Linked DNA regions of Sus scrofa: region 2 is linked to region 1. Evidence: chromatin contacts called from public Hi-C data. All regions are on one chromosome and are shown on one strand. Each heading gives the region's core, a stretch centred on a gene start, on an enhancer-like site or on the middle of the called end of the contact. The rest is flanking DNA. Distances are from core to core; before and after follow the strand shown.

What was found. A called contact is a pair of places that touch in the nucleus more often than the background predicts.
Region 2: a contact with region 1 is called in a Hi-C map of liver, with 2.7 times the contacts expected there. The contact joins two enhancer-like sites. A contact is called at or near these places in 1 of 5 promoter capture datasets (liver) and 5 of 47 Hi-C or Micro-C datasets (embryonic fibroblasts, heart right ventricle, liver and 1 more).

Annotation. Positions count from the first base shown.
Region 1 is chr15:121,023,887-121,030,347 of Sscrofa11.1, reverse strand. CFAP65 (cilia- and flagella-associated protein 65) reads left to right here. Exons shown (of 36, transcript XM_021075441.1): 30 at 44-88; 31 at 314-516; 32 at 963-1,088; 33 at 1,613-2,091; 34 at 2,094-2,139; 35 at 2,785-2,922; 36 at 3,038-3,983. The coding sequence ends at 3,173. Among named protein-coding and RNA genes, the nearest start is that of CRYBA2, 10 kb to the right of the region's middle. Within about 2 kb of position 4,182, at least 13 of the 83 cell types and tissues checked have an H3K27ac peak or open chromatin away from gene starts, as enhancers often do. A contact at or near this core is called in liver, where this site is marked.
Region 2 is chr15:121,141,685-121,147,589 of Sscrofa11.1, reverse strand. All of the region lies in intron 6 of NHEJ1 (non-homologous end-joining factor 1), which reads left to right. The region is part of intron 18 of SLC23A3 (solute carrier family 23 member 3); the gene reads left to right. Among named protein-coding and RNA genes, the nearest start is that of NHEJ1, 45 kb to the left of the region's middle. Within about 2 kb of position 2,354, at least 14 of the 83 cell types and tissues checked have an H3K27ac peak or open chromatin away from gene starts, as enhancers often do. A contact at or near this core is called in liver, where this site is marked.

The DNA of each region.
Region 1 (6,461 bases), core at 2,933-5,432:
CAGGCCTCTTGCATACTAAGCAGGGGTCTCCTTGCTTCTACAGAGACAGGCCTATTGTACAGCTTGTGAACCTGTGAGGAAGTACAAGGTGAGGTCGGAAGCCCAGGCCCACCTCCTTGGGATAAATAGAGAAGGTCCTTGCTCCCTCCCCAGAGATACCTCCAACCTCCTGGAAGAGAGGGATGAAAGTGCCAATGGGTGGGGCTGTCACACCTGTGTGGCCCAAAAGATCTGTTTGGGAGGCTAGGGACCCATCAGTAATGGGACCGCAGTCCCCAAGCCCATTGTCATTCATGCCTCCCCTTTCCCAAAGACACTGCCCCCCATCAAGAACCAAGAGTATCTCAACCGGCCCACCAGCTGGAACCTTAAGATCCCAAAGGAGGAGACACATTGGCCATGCCCCCAGCCACCCTCACCAGGCATGCTCTACTTAGGCCTCACTGCCCGCGCCCATGCCACCGACTACTTCCTGGCCAACTTCTTCTCGGACTTTCCCCGCCACTTCTTGCACCGGTGAACTCTCAGGGAGGGAGGGGTCTCCTTCCTCTGCCCCCCTCCCACTCCAGAACGAGGTCTGCCCAGACCCAACCCTTGCTGTGGCTTGGGAGTGTATGCAGCAGCAGTGGGACTACTGGGGTGCTGCTGGGCCCAAGATGGCGCCATCACTGTATAGGTCCCTATGAGGAGGGGACAAAAGCCAGAGCCCCCTGGGGAACTTACCTAAGCCTCCTTGCCTCCCCTACTTCCTTCCTTTTCCAACTTGGAGCCTCTCAAGGTCCTGTGCTAGAGGGTTGGGCTTGGTTCCCCAAATGTAGCAGCAATACCTTGGGGTTAAGGCTGGGCTCTGCCCCAAACTCACTATGTCCTCATGACTGGGCAGCCACCATCCCTGCTCATGCCACCCCCATCCCAGCATGGTGGCTTGCCCAGGCCACTCAGGATGCCATGGCCTACCCCAGGGAGCTGCCAAAGAGGAAGTGCCCCAGGAAAGAGTCGGAGGCTGATGAAGACTCCCTTGAGATGTGGGCCCTTGTCTCCAAGCAAGAGAAGCAGCTCCTGGTTGACTGTCTCACCACCATCATCAGGTGACCGCTCACCCCCAATCCCTCATCTCTCCAGCTCATTGGTCAACTCTGGGTCTACCCGAAGCCCTGGAAGGCCAAGCCCTTCCTCTCTTGAAAACCAGAACTTCCTCTCAAGTTCCTTCCCCTGGTGGCCCCAGGCCCTCCAGGATGTAGAGCTCTAATAGAGCTGGCTGGAAGGATCCTCGGAGCAGGGTCCTGAGTTCTGCCTTGTCATAGCTGGTAGATGAGGTCTGCAGCCAATGTGCTGCCTCCCCAGGCCTCTGGCCCTCATTTGTGTGACTCTGACCTCCTGGGTCTTCCTCTCCCCTATATTGTTTACCTTTAAGAATCCATGGGGCCCAGAGATGCTTTTCTAAGGGAATGAGCAACTGATCAAGGGCTCCCCACCCCACCCCCGCCCCCTAGCACCTGTTTGTGGACACAGTAGTCAAGAACCGCCCCTTGGGGAACCCTGAAGCCAGAGCCCCCCCTAGGGGGCTACAAGGCCTCTCAGTGAGGACCTTCTCCTCCTCCCTGCCACCCAGGGGCCTGCTGGAAGATAAGATCTTCCATGAGGCCGTGGACCAAAACCTGGTGGAGCAGATGCCTTACTTCTGCCAGTTCTGGAATGAGCAGTCGGCCAAGTTCACGGTCCAGAAGAGCAACCTGCACTTAATGCCAGACCCATCTCTGTCCTCCAACAGCTCGGAGGACAGCAGAGACAAGGAAAAGGAGGAGGGTAAGCGGAGGCTAAGGAAGAAGGAAGGCGGGGAAGAGGAGAAGGATGAAGAGGAGGAGGAGGAGGAGGAGCAGGAGGAGGAGGAAGAGGAGGAGGAGGAAGAAGAGATGGAGGAGGAGACGGACGAGGAGGAGGAGACCGGCAAGGAGAAGCTGGAAGAAGAGGAGGTGGAGGAAAAGGAGGTGGAGGAGAAGGAAGAGAAGTTGCCCTGGATGGACATTAAGCCTGAACCGCAGCCCACATCCCATGAGTCCCTGAAATGGCAGTGGCAGCAGCAGCTGAAGGTCTTGTGAAGGAGAGGCAAGAGCAGGATGAGAAGGAGGCCATCAGCCGGTGAGCAGCCAGACCCCAGGGCGGGTTTTGGGGGGGGGGGCTGAGTGCAGGGGGATCCTAGGAGGCAGTGGTGTGCTGGGGCTCTACCTGTGTGTGCTTCTCTTCCCAGCAGCTTTCATTGACATCACAGTTGGCGCCTACGCCCTCGGTGAGGGTATTTACAGAATAGTACAGAGCTGAGCCTTAATTTTTTTCTCCAAGAGCAGGCTATTAACATTTACCATCACACCACGTCCAAATCTCCTAAATGGGTTTCTAAAGCCAGAAGAAAAGCACCACCACTTCTCCATTGGTCTCTCCCTGGGCTGATCTGTGGCTGCTTTCTGTCCCTGTCGAGATGCCCTAGGAGTCCCTCCTGAGCCATCATAGTTTGAGGCATTTCCCCAACCCTGGCCCTGGAATGCAGACTCTGGCTGCCTGGGCTGGAATCCCACCACGTGTACCAGCCGTGTGCGTTTTGCAACTTGGTCTCTTCAAGCCATAGTCTGAACGTTTATAAAACTGGAACATGGATTCCTCACGGTGTTGGAGGGGGGAGTTAAGTGAGAATCCGCGTAGAGCACGCGGCGCACACCGAACAGCACAGAGTCGGGCGGGCGGGGGACGTGAGCGCTGACCTCGGCGCCCCCGCCTCCCGCCCGGCAGGCTCCCGGCTTTCGCTAACCTGCAGGAGGCGCTGCTGGAGAACATGATCCAGAACATCTTGGTGGAGGCGAGCCGCGGAGAGGTGGTGCTCACCTCGCGGCCGCGCGTCATCGCCCTGCCACCGCTCAGCGTTCCCAGGTTGGGGCGCCCGGGCCAGCGGCCGCAGGGAGGGGAGCGAGAGGTTGCAGAGACGGGCACCCTCGGAGGGAAGCCTCTCCTTCACCCCCTCTACCTGGGGCTTTTTGTCTTCCAGGATGCTGACTCCCGACTTGCTGCCCGCGGCGCCCCCGGGGCCGCAGCAAGGGGATACGAGCGGCACCACGGCACTGCCCCCTACCGACTATTCGCAGACACCAGCACACAGTCCCCCCTCCGACCTTCACCTCTAGGTTCCTACCGGCGCTCTCTCCGTCACCCCGCCAGTAAAGGATCCAGCCTTTTTTCCTATATCTGCCTTGACTTTATTTATCCGATGCGACAAAAACGCGCGCGCGCGGCCTGAGAGGGACAGACGGTAGAAGCGGCCAAAGTGACTCCTTGAAGCCTTAGGGACTGGGAGGTCGCGCCTCTCCACTCCACACCTCAGTGAGGCGAGACGCAGCCGGATGCTGGACCTGGTCTGGCCAGTGGAGGGCGCTTCGGGCGGAGCCTCGCTGGCCATTGCCCCAACAGAGCCTGGGGACAGGAGCCGAGCGCCAGGCCCGGTCTGCGCAGCAGGTGGCCGCAGGGCGAGGTGGCCACCCCTCCCCTTTCCCCACCGCGCCTGCTCCGAGGCTCGGCTCTTCCACCGCCAGCTTTTTCTCAGCATCTGCCGGGCTCCCGGGACTCTGCTAAGAGATTGGGAAGGAAGGGAAATCGAGGCACGTGCGAAGGGTCAAGAACTAGACACTGGGACGCGGGTGGAGATCATCGCTAGATAGCGGGCCACAGACCCTACTAAACGACTCCTGTCATGAATCTGAGTCCCCAGGAGGGGACGTCCCACCTTCCCTAGGATACCCACCTCCTGCTCCCCCTAACCTCCGCCTGGCAGCCTCTGTCCTCGGCTCCTCCCCCGCCTTCCCGAGGCAGGTGGGTGGAAAAGTGACATCTGGTGTTGTTCCAGAGGCGCCCAGGTCCCCGACACCCCCCCTCTACCCCCACCGCCAAGGCCTCGGTGGAGCTCTGGCCCCAAAGCCCAGGCGGGGGCGGGGAGAGGGGTGAGGGGCGCTCCGCCTCCTCTGAGTCAATATTTGCCCCGAGCAAACGGGCGCCCGGACAGGTGTGTGTGTGTGTGTGTGTGTGTGTGTGTGTGTGTGTGTGTGTGTGTGTGTGTCTAGGGGCGGGGACTAAGCAGGCCGTATAAAGCGCGCTGAGCCCGGGCTCAGGCACAAGCTCCGGGGCGTGAGCTGGGGACCAAGCCAAGCAGGGCCCGATCGGGCGGAGGGTGGCCAGGAAGGGAGGGGCGGGCCAGGTGCGCACCTGTAGTGGCCGCCGCGGCCGCCGACGTGTCAGCCGCGGATGCGCGCAGGTGAGGGCGGCGGTAGCGGAGCGCTGTGCGGCACGGCACTCACCGAAGACCAGGACCAGGAGACCACCGCAGGCCACAGCCAGGCCCCGGGCCCTCCGCCCCCGCCCCGCGACGAGCCCCTCGCACAAACCGGACCTGAGCGTTTTGTTCGTTCGGCTCGCGTGAGGCAGGGGCGGCCTCTCAGCACCCGCCCGGGGGCCGAGCCGGATCGCCACGCAGGCACCTGTCGCCGCCGCCGCCGCCGCCATACGGGTCGGAGAGGCTGTGCGCCGCTCCCCGGGCAGATCCGGCTCCCATCCGGCTCCGCCCGCCCTGCCTTGTCCTGCCCGCAACTCCTGGGCTGCCCAGCTAGATTCCGGAGAGTGCGGGCGGCCGCTCCACCGGGTGGCATAGGGGGCTGTGGCCCAGGTCAGGAGCATTTTCCGAGGTGGAAACCCGGCTTCTAGTCCGGATCTGTCCCAGCGACTTCTGTGGCCTTGGGCAAGTCATTTTCTGGCCCCTCCCAGGGTTTTGCGCTTTGCACAATGTGGAGGGTTGGTCTGGCCTCCTGCAAGGGCCCCACCAGTCCACATATCCTGGTTCCTGGGCTTTTAGCGATACTTTTGAGCCCCCTGACGCGGAAAGTTGGAGGCTCTGGGGGACTTGGAGCAAGAACTATGAGGTGTGGAAAATCTGGGTGGTGGGAGCTAGAACCACAAGGGAGATCAAGTCTGGCTCCTCCGGGTCTCTTTGGGGCTGACATCCTGAGGATTCACTCCCTGCGGTGTCTTTCAGTCTCCCCATGTTGGAGACAGACAGTCAGACAGATGGAAAAGGACAAACACAGGCTCCAGGAGCCCTTGCTTGATAGGGCAGCTCACCACCTTTCCCAAACTTCATAATCCCAAGGCCTCTTGTTTCAGTCAAATGGGGGTGGGGGTGGGTCTAAGTAGCCCTCAGATTAGGTGGGAGTCCGGGGTCATTAGCCACAACCCACACCTGGGACAGCCCACCTCCCTTTCCAATGGCTCAAAGGGTTAAGATCTGACATGGGGGGAGGAGGAGGAAGATTGCCCCAGACTGCTGGCCCCCAGAACTGATTCTCCGTCCTGTGATTCCAGGTGGCCTCCATTCCCTCTCCCCAAATTGATGGCGATGCTGAGCCGGCCCCAGAGGGAGGGGCTGGCGGTAGGTCTGGGATGGAGGGACATCTCCTTGAACAGCGTAGGGAGCCCCAGTTTCCCCTAAGGGTGAGGAAGCACCATGGGCAGGCACTGTCCCCCCACTCCCACCCAGGCAGAGGTGGCAGCCCCCAGGGAGATGGGAATGAGGGTCAGGAGTCAGTGGTCCCTTCTGACTCCAATTTGGATCCTGGAGGTGCTGGCTTGCCCCCTCCATGTTTCCCCCACTTCACTGCCATCTCGCCCCACACTACCCGCAGGCTCCACTGGATCTGCTGAGTCCTTGGCACCGAGAAAGGGAGGGGGAGGGGATGAGATGGCTCTGACAGATCCCAGGCAGGTTTGGGGAGAGGGTGGACGGCAGGCTGGATCCACATGCAACAGCCTTGGGGCAGGAGGGTGGGGGTGAGGGGAGAGCCGGTGGGTCCCAGGCTGGGTGTGTGCAGCCCCCATCCTGGCCTCCCTGGCCAGGCTTGTGGCTTCGGCCGGCCCTCTGCTCCCTGCCTGGCACTGATTCATTTGCCTGTCAGGGGCCTGGCGCTGATACATCTTCCCTGTGTCACGGAGGGCTTCCTCTCCCCTCCCCCAATCTTAGAAGGGGGCTAGAGCTCTTCCCCTCTGGCTAGGATTCCAGATCCTGGGGCTATCAACAAAAAGGCCTCCCCTTGGAATGAACCCCCCTCCAACCACCACCACCACTACCACCACCACACACACACACACACACACACACACACACACACACACACACTCTCACTCTTATAGCAGTCCTAGGGATGGGGGTGAGAAGAATGAGGCCACCAGTGGGCTGAGGGGTCTTCCCTTAGGACAGAGAGCCACTGCCTCCCCCTTCAGCCCTGGGAGCCCCATTTCCCCAGACCTCCACCCCCATCCCCCCATCCCCAAGACCCGCATTTCCTGGACTCACCAGGGATCTGGCCTCTCCTCCAAGTCCCTCCTCCCCTGCCTGGCCAGGGGTGGAGTCTCCAGGCGCCAGGCAGGCCTGC
Region 2 (5,905 bases), core at 1,105-3,604, 120 kb before region 1:
GCACTGATGTTTTGGGGGATGAGAACATTGAGGCAGGAGGAGCTTGAAAAGAGCCAGACCGATGCATTCTGGTCAAGGCTTCTCCTGGGAGCGCTGGCACGTACAGTGAGGATGGACTTTTTTGGAGTGTTGAATAGGTGACAGTCGTAAATATGGTAACTCTCCTTTTCTTTTCTCTAGGAGTTTGGAATATTTGAAAATAATTTCACTTCTGGCTATAGCTTAATAGGTAAGGAATCTTAGGTCCCTGCAGAGAAGGTCCATTAGCTCAGCTTCTCCAAAGGTCATAGAAGATGGAACTGAAGCTTAAGGGGGGGCGGGTCCTTTGCTCATGGAAAAGATGGGGGTGATATGAGGAGAGGACCTTTTGCTACAAGAATAACAAAAGCTCTTAGAGGCCCTGAGTGGCTCGACCTGGGGGCGTATCTCTTCCCTGCAGCCACTGCAGAAGGACAAAGCCAGAGCAAAAGGGCTGTGGAAATTCATAGTGATTCTGTCTTAAAATAAGTTCTTGGATCAAAATTCAGGGAAGCTGGTTCCCACATGCAGTGCAATTTCCCCACTCTCTTCCTCGTTCCTTTCTGCCCGTCTCCCCCTCCCCAGTTTGTTTGGAGTCTCTGCCTCAGCACATGTTTGGGACACCAAATGCAAAACACCTTCCTGCCCTGTGACCACAGAGACTGCAGCGTTGGAAATTCTTCCCGAATTGCTGACGTGGTTGTGCTGTACATTGTTTATATTTTATGACACACGTTTAACAATATAAACTGTAATATATTAAGGTCAAACATTGAACAAGTGAAGCAGAGTCAAAAGATACTAGTGACATGTGTTTGGTTAGCACAGAGGAGGTAAAGGACTTTAATTTCATCACTGCCTTGCTCAGGTGATAGACACTTGTCCATTCCATGCTTTTAAGATGTGAAGTGTAAACAGTGTGTCACGTAAAGGCGCTAGAGCTTTCTATAAAACTGGTGACTAATTTCGGCACAATCTTTTCATGTATTGTTCAAAGTTGAAATGCTTTCAGAACTGTGATTCTTTGTGGCACAACTGGCGGGGGCCGGAGGGTGTTGTCATGCCTTGTACAGAGATTGGATTCATATCTGTTATGTTTATGATTATTGATCGTGAAAGTCATGGATGTAAATAGAGAGTAAAGGCATCAGAGGTTTGGAACAGACCTAAGTTGCCCCTCATCTGTGATGTTTATTCCCGGAAAGCCTCGGGTTGCCAGAGATCAGCTTTTAGAGAAATAGTATTGATGAGTCCTTTTTTCCTGCTTGTCTAGACCTGTTGCAGCCCGTGAGTGTGGCTTTGGGGGCCTCTTTTCACCAGCTGGTCTCCATGTTATCATGCAGCAAGGGAAGGGTTAGATATCTGCTTTTAGGAGGCTTGTTAACAAGTTCAGGGGAAGCCCAGGCTCTCCCTTCTGACCTCTGACTTTTTGCTCTTAGAGAGATTGCAGTTTATTGGCCAATTTGGAACATAAAGGTGCACCGATAGCCCGGATAGAATTAATACAAATAATGATTTATATCTGTGTGGTTGTTTATAGTTGGCCAAGTGCTTGCACTTACATCGTCTTTTGGTTGTGGTCTTTATGAGTTAGGGCAATGTTTTTATATTATTACCCCTACTTTATAGATGAGGAAACTGGGGTCTCTGAGTTTCCCAAGGTTACACAGTAAGTACAACAGAGCCAAGACTCAAACCAGGTCAGTTTAGATTGTTCTGCTAGGTTAAGTTGGTCACCTGGTCTTCTACCTTATGACTCTTGGTTTGACCAAGGGCCAGGGTTCAAAAGGATAAGCTCTGCAGTGTTGTTCTATCCATTCAGTTTCAATCTCTGTTATATTTCTCACTATTTCCAGGAGCTTTTTTTCTTTCTGACACTTCCTTTTTCCTCTTTATCCCTACTTCTCTGACCCCCTACTTTGAGACTGCCTTATTTGCTTTCCTAGAAATTCCTCTTTTAAGGCTCTCAGGAACTTTGACCTACCCGTAGTAACTACGTTTAAGAGAGTGTTTAAAATGTCTCCTGCCCCTCTCATTCATCCCCCCCCCCACCAAGCGTGGCCTCGCCCCATCCTGCCATCATGCTGGCCAAGCGCGTGGGGCAGCTGTGGTCAGTCCCATTTATAAAACTGGTAAATATGGGACCGGTTTCTGTCCCCTCCAAAGGTCAATATTTGTGCAGAGTTTAATTTTAACTTAACAAGCAGTTGTTTTCTGCAGCTGCCCTGGTGTGTTGTGTTGTGTGTGCTTTCCTTTTCCCTCCTTCCCCCTGACTGTGTGTGTCTGTGTGTGCGTGTGTATCTGTATCCACACTGTAGACTTCGTCTGGTCTTAGGACCTGCAGCCCACTGGCTTGGCCAGGCTCTGTCTCACAAAGGACACTTGGGCTGAAGGGAGTTAGATAAGGGGCCTTGCAGGTGGAGATAACAGACTTTTTCTAGGGATCAGAGGACAGAGAACACTGTTTAGTCTTTGACTGCCCTAAAATGTCATCACTATACCTTCCTTTGCAGGAGAGATTCTAGAAATGTGAGACTTGAGAAAAAGTGGTCCTTTCTTTTGAAATCTGTACTATGTCTGTCCTTTTCTCTCTCAGCAGTGTTAACCCCTTATCCAAGAACCCTGGGTTCGAATTTTGGTAGCTGCTTCTTGAGTAAGATGAGGCGAATATGTAAGGTAATCTCTTGAGGCCTTTCCAGTTTTTAATACTGTAGATTTAATGAAAACTAGAACATTGGACTAGGGTATTAAGAGTAAATTCTATTCCAGTTGCTAGCTTTAAAGTCATTTAACGAATGACTCCTGAGCTAGCCATTTTTCCTTCCAGTCGTAGCTAAGGGGATAATTTCCCTGGTAGGATTTCTTGTGAATGGATGAGATTTTATTTAAAAGAACTCTGAGCTGTTTAAATAAAAGAGAAATATGTCTTACCTGTCTGCCTGCGCCCCTTTTCACCAAGGTATTTACCTTTTTTCTGCTTGTGAGTATCTTCCTGGCTTGGACAATTTCGTCCAACAGGGCGTCAGAGCTTCAGGATCTGAAATGGAAGAGAGCTCTGACGTGAACCATGGGTGGGGGCCCAGCCTCCGCAGCCACCTCCTTACTCCTTCTCGGACCTCCTAGACCCATGTCCACTTTAGGGCCTTTGCACTTGCTGGTCCCTCTGCTGAGAATGTTCTTCCCCAGACACCTGCATGGCTGCTTCCCCTCTTCCTCTAGGCCTTTTCCCTGTGCTACCTTCCAGTCGAGAACTTCGTAGCCACCTTGTCTAAAATTTCACCCCCAACCCTACCAGTACCATCTGTCCCCTTTCCCTGCTCTGTTTTTCTCCTTTGCATTTATAGCAACCCAACTTGCCCCAGGTTGAACTTTTTATTATGTTATTTTCCTCCCCTGTGAAGGCATGGATTCTCCATGAGGGCAGGGATTTTGTCTCTGTGTTCATCACTGTCTCTGCAATGCCCCTGGAACAATGCCTGGCACACATAAGCTCTCAAAACAGGTATGTCGAATAAACAGAAGGGAAGGGAGGGCAGGAGAAGCAGGCTGTCTAAACTGATGGTTCTTCCTAGGGGGTACCTAACCCATCGGGGAGGCGATCAGAGTGATTTGGAGGCCTTTTCAAGTATTCATACCCTTATGACAAAATTCTGATATGTGCCCCCGAAACAGTTAAGTATCATGTGTAATAACCTTTAGTTACCCATGAAAATATTCAGTATGACTCGTGTGTATTGGGTGGGAAAAGTCGAGAACCACTGTCTAGGCAGGCTGACAAGCCTGTCCCCTTCTTGGCCTATGAATCCCAGGCAGCCCTCATGGCAGGAGGAGATTTGTTGTTTTTCTCCCCCTTCCCACCTTTCCCCACCTCCTATCTACCCCTAACCCACAACTCCTCGCCCCCCACTTCCCTTTATTCTCAGCCAGACCCCCGCCCGCCTCCCTCTGCACACAGAGGCTGCCTGCGTCGTCGTGAGTAGTTGTAGTTGGGACACAGAGAGCCCTTGACGGCAGCAAGCACTTCTTGTGACATCAGCTCTGTGGCTTTAGGGGGAAGGCTGTGGCTCCGGGTCCCCAAGGGAGGGGGCTGTTTTTCTCTTCTTGATTGTTCACGTTGGTGCCCGTCTGACTTATAAACTTTAATGGCCAGTTTTAAAGGTTACTGCCATGGGGCACCTTTGTTGCCAGTTTTAGTTTTTTAATTTGGAAACTTTTTTTTTCCCCTTGTGGTCTTGGGAGGAAAGATTTGGGGCCATTTGGGGCTGGGAATTGGTATTTGTGGGTGGTGATGAGATAGCACAGCAGCATTCTGGGTCTGGCTCCTATAACCAGAATCTCTGCCAGATTATCTAGTGGCCCAAATGAACCCCAACGGGAGAAGGGGAAGACTGACATTGGGATGTCCAGTCTTGGGCAGTATTGGTCAAGGGTGTCGAGGGTTGGGAGCTTGTTGGGCTGTCTGAGAAGTATGGTAGCCACCATTTAGGCACTGGAGCCCTGGGAAAGGAAGGAGACTTCTCACTTTCATCCTAAGCCTCTTACCTCCCCCTTCACCTCTAGTCGTAATCCTTTGCTTTGACCATGAACATCATCAACAATAGTCAGGTTTAATAGGGATGGAGACAGGGCTCCAGATTAGAATGGATAGTGGAGAATGTGGTCCACTGGTGGTTGCCCCAGTGTGACACAGATACAGAACTAACACAGAACGCTTCGCTGAGTCTCTCTGCCAAGTCTTTTCACTGTTGATCTTTGTGCCTTTGTTAACAAACAAAACTGAAGCCCTTTTCTCCACTCAGGGTAACTTCCCAAAGTTTTACACGTCAAAAAATGGTTATTGCCCATCTCAGAATCCTCCTCATTCCTAGGGAAAAAACCGTATTATAGAATAATACTCAATAATAGCATCTTGGAATCAGAAGGAATTATTTATAGAACTCTAATAAGACCAAGAAGTACTTGGGTACTTCTCTTGTTGTGGGGTCATAATACAAATAAACGGGTATGTCATCTAACAAACAGACCCCGAGAAAGGGCAAGCCTACCAATCCATGAATGTTTAAACACTTAACTCCCAGAGATATGCTCCTTATGGACTGTTGGCTGGTGTCTTTCATAGCTGAAACCCATATCTCACCTCTCTAGTGTTTGAATGTGTTAGCCTGAACTGGGGATTCAACTTGGAATGAAGGGGAATAATTCAGGAAAGGTTGCCTGCTAGAGAAAGCAGGGATAGCTCAGCTCTCTAAGATGTCCAAGTGCGAGGACAGACCCTTCCAGGCAGCTTTGACACCTTCCACAAGACACATCATAGAGGGTCTTGGATTCAGATCTCACTCCTGGCTGTTCTTCCTGGGCTGGACAAAGCTGGACGTGCTTCTCGTTCCCTGTGTTGCAGGGCGGGGGAGGAGGTGTGGGGGTTGGCTCGGGGCTGGGCCACAATTAGTGACCTGGAAGCTGGGCTGGGCACCCAGAGGCTATAAATAGCAGACATGGAGCAGTCACTGAGCGGACTCGAAGCCCAGCCAGACTAGCCGCGTTTCAAGTGGTCTGGGTGGGATTTTTTTTTTTCTCTGTTAACCATTTGTACATCTGGTTTCCTCCGTGTTGGTGGGGGCAAAGGAGGAGGGGCGGGGTTGTGAGCAGAACCAGAAGTTCATATGTGGAGTAGCTTCTTGGTTAGTTTTGCCATATGTGTATCTGGGTGCTTTGGGGTCCTTAGAACTGGTAGGTATCTGGGAGTAACAATGGTGGCCATCAGAAGATAAGGTCTCAGAGCAGGACGTGTGGTGTGGGAAATGCAGAAGTGCAGGGCCCCGTCACCCAAGTGTGGATGGTGTCCCTGAAGAGAGCGAGAAGTGGAGTCTCACATGGATTATTCAGGACT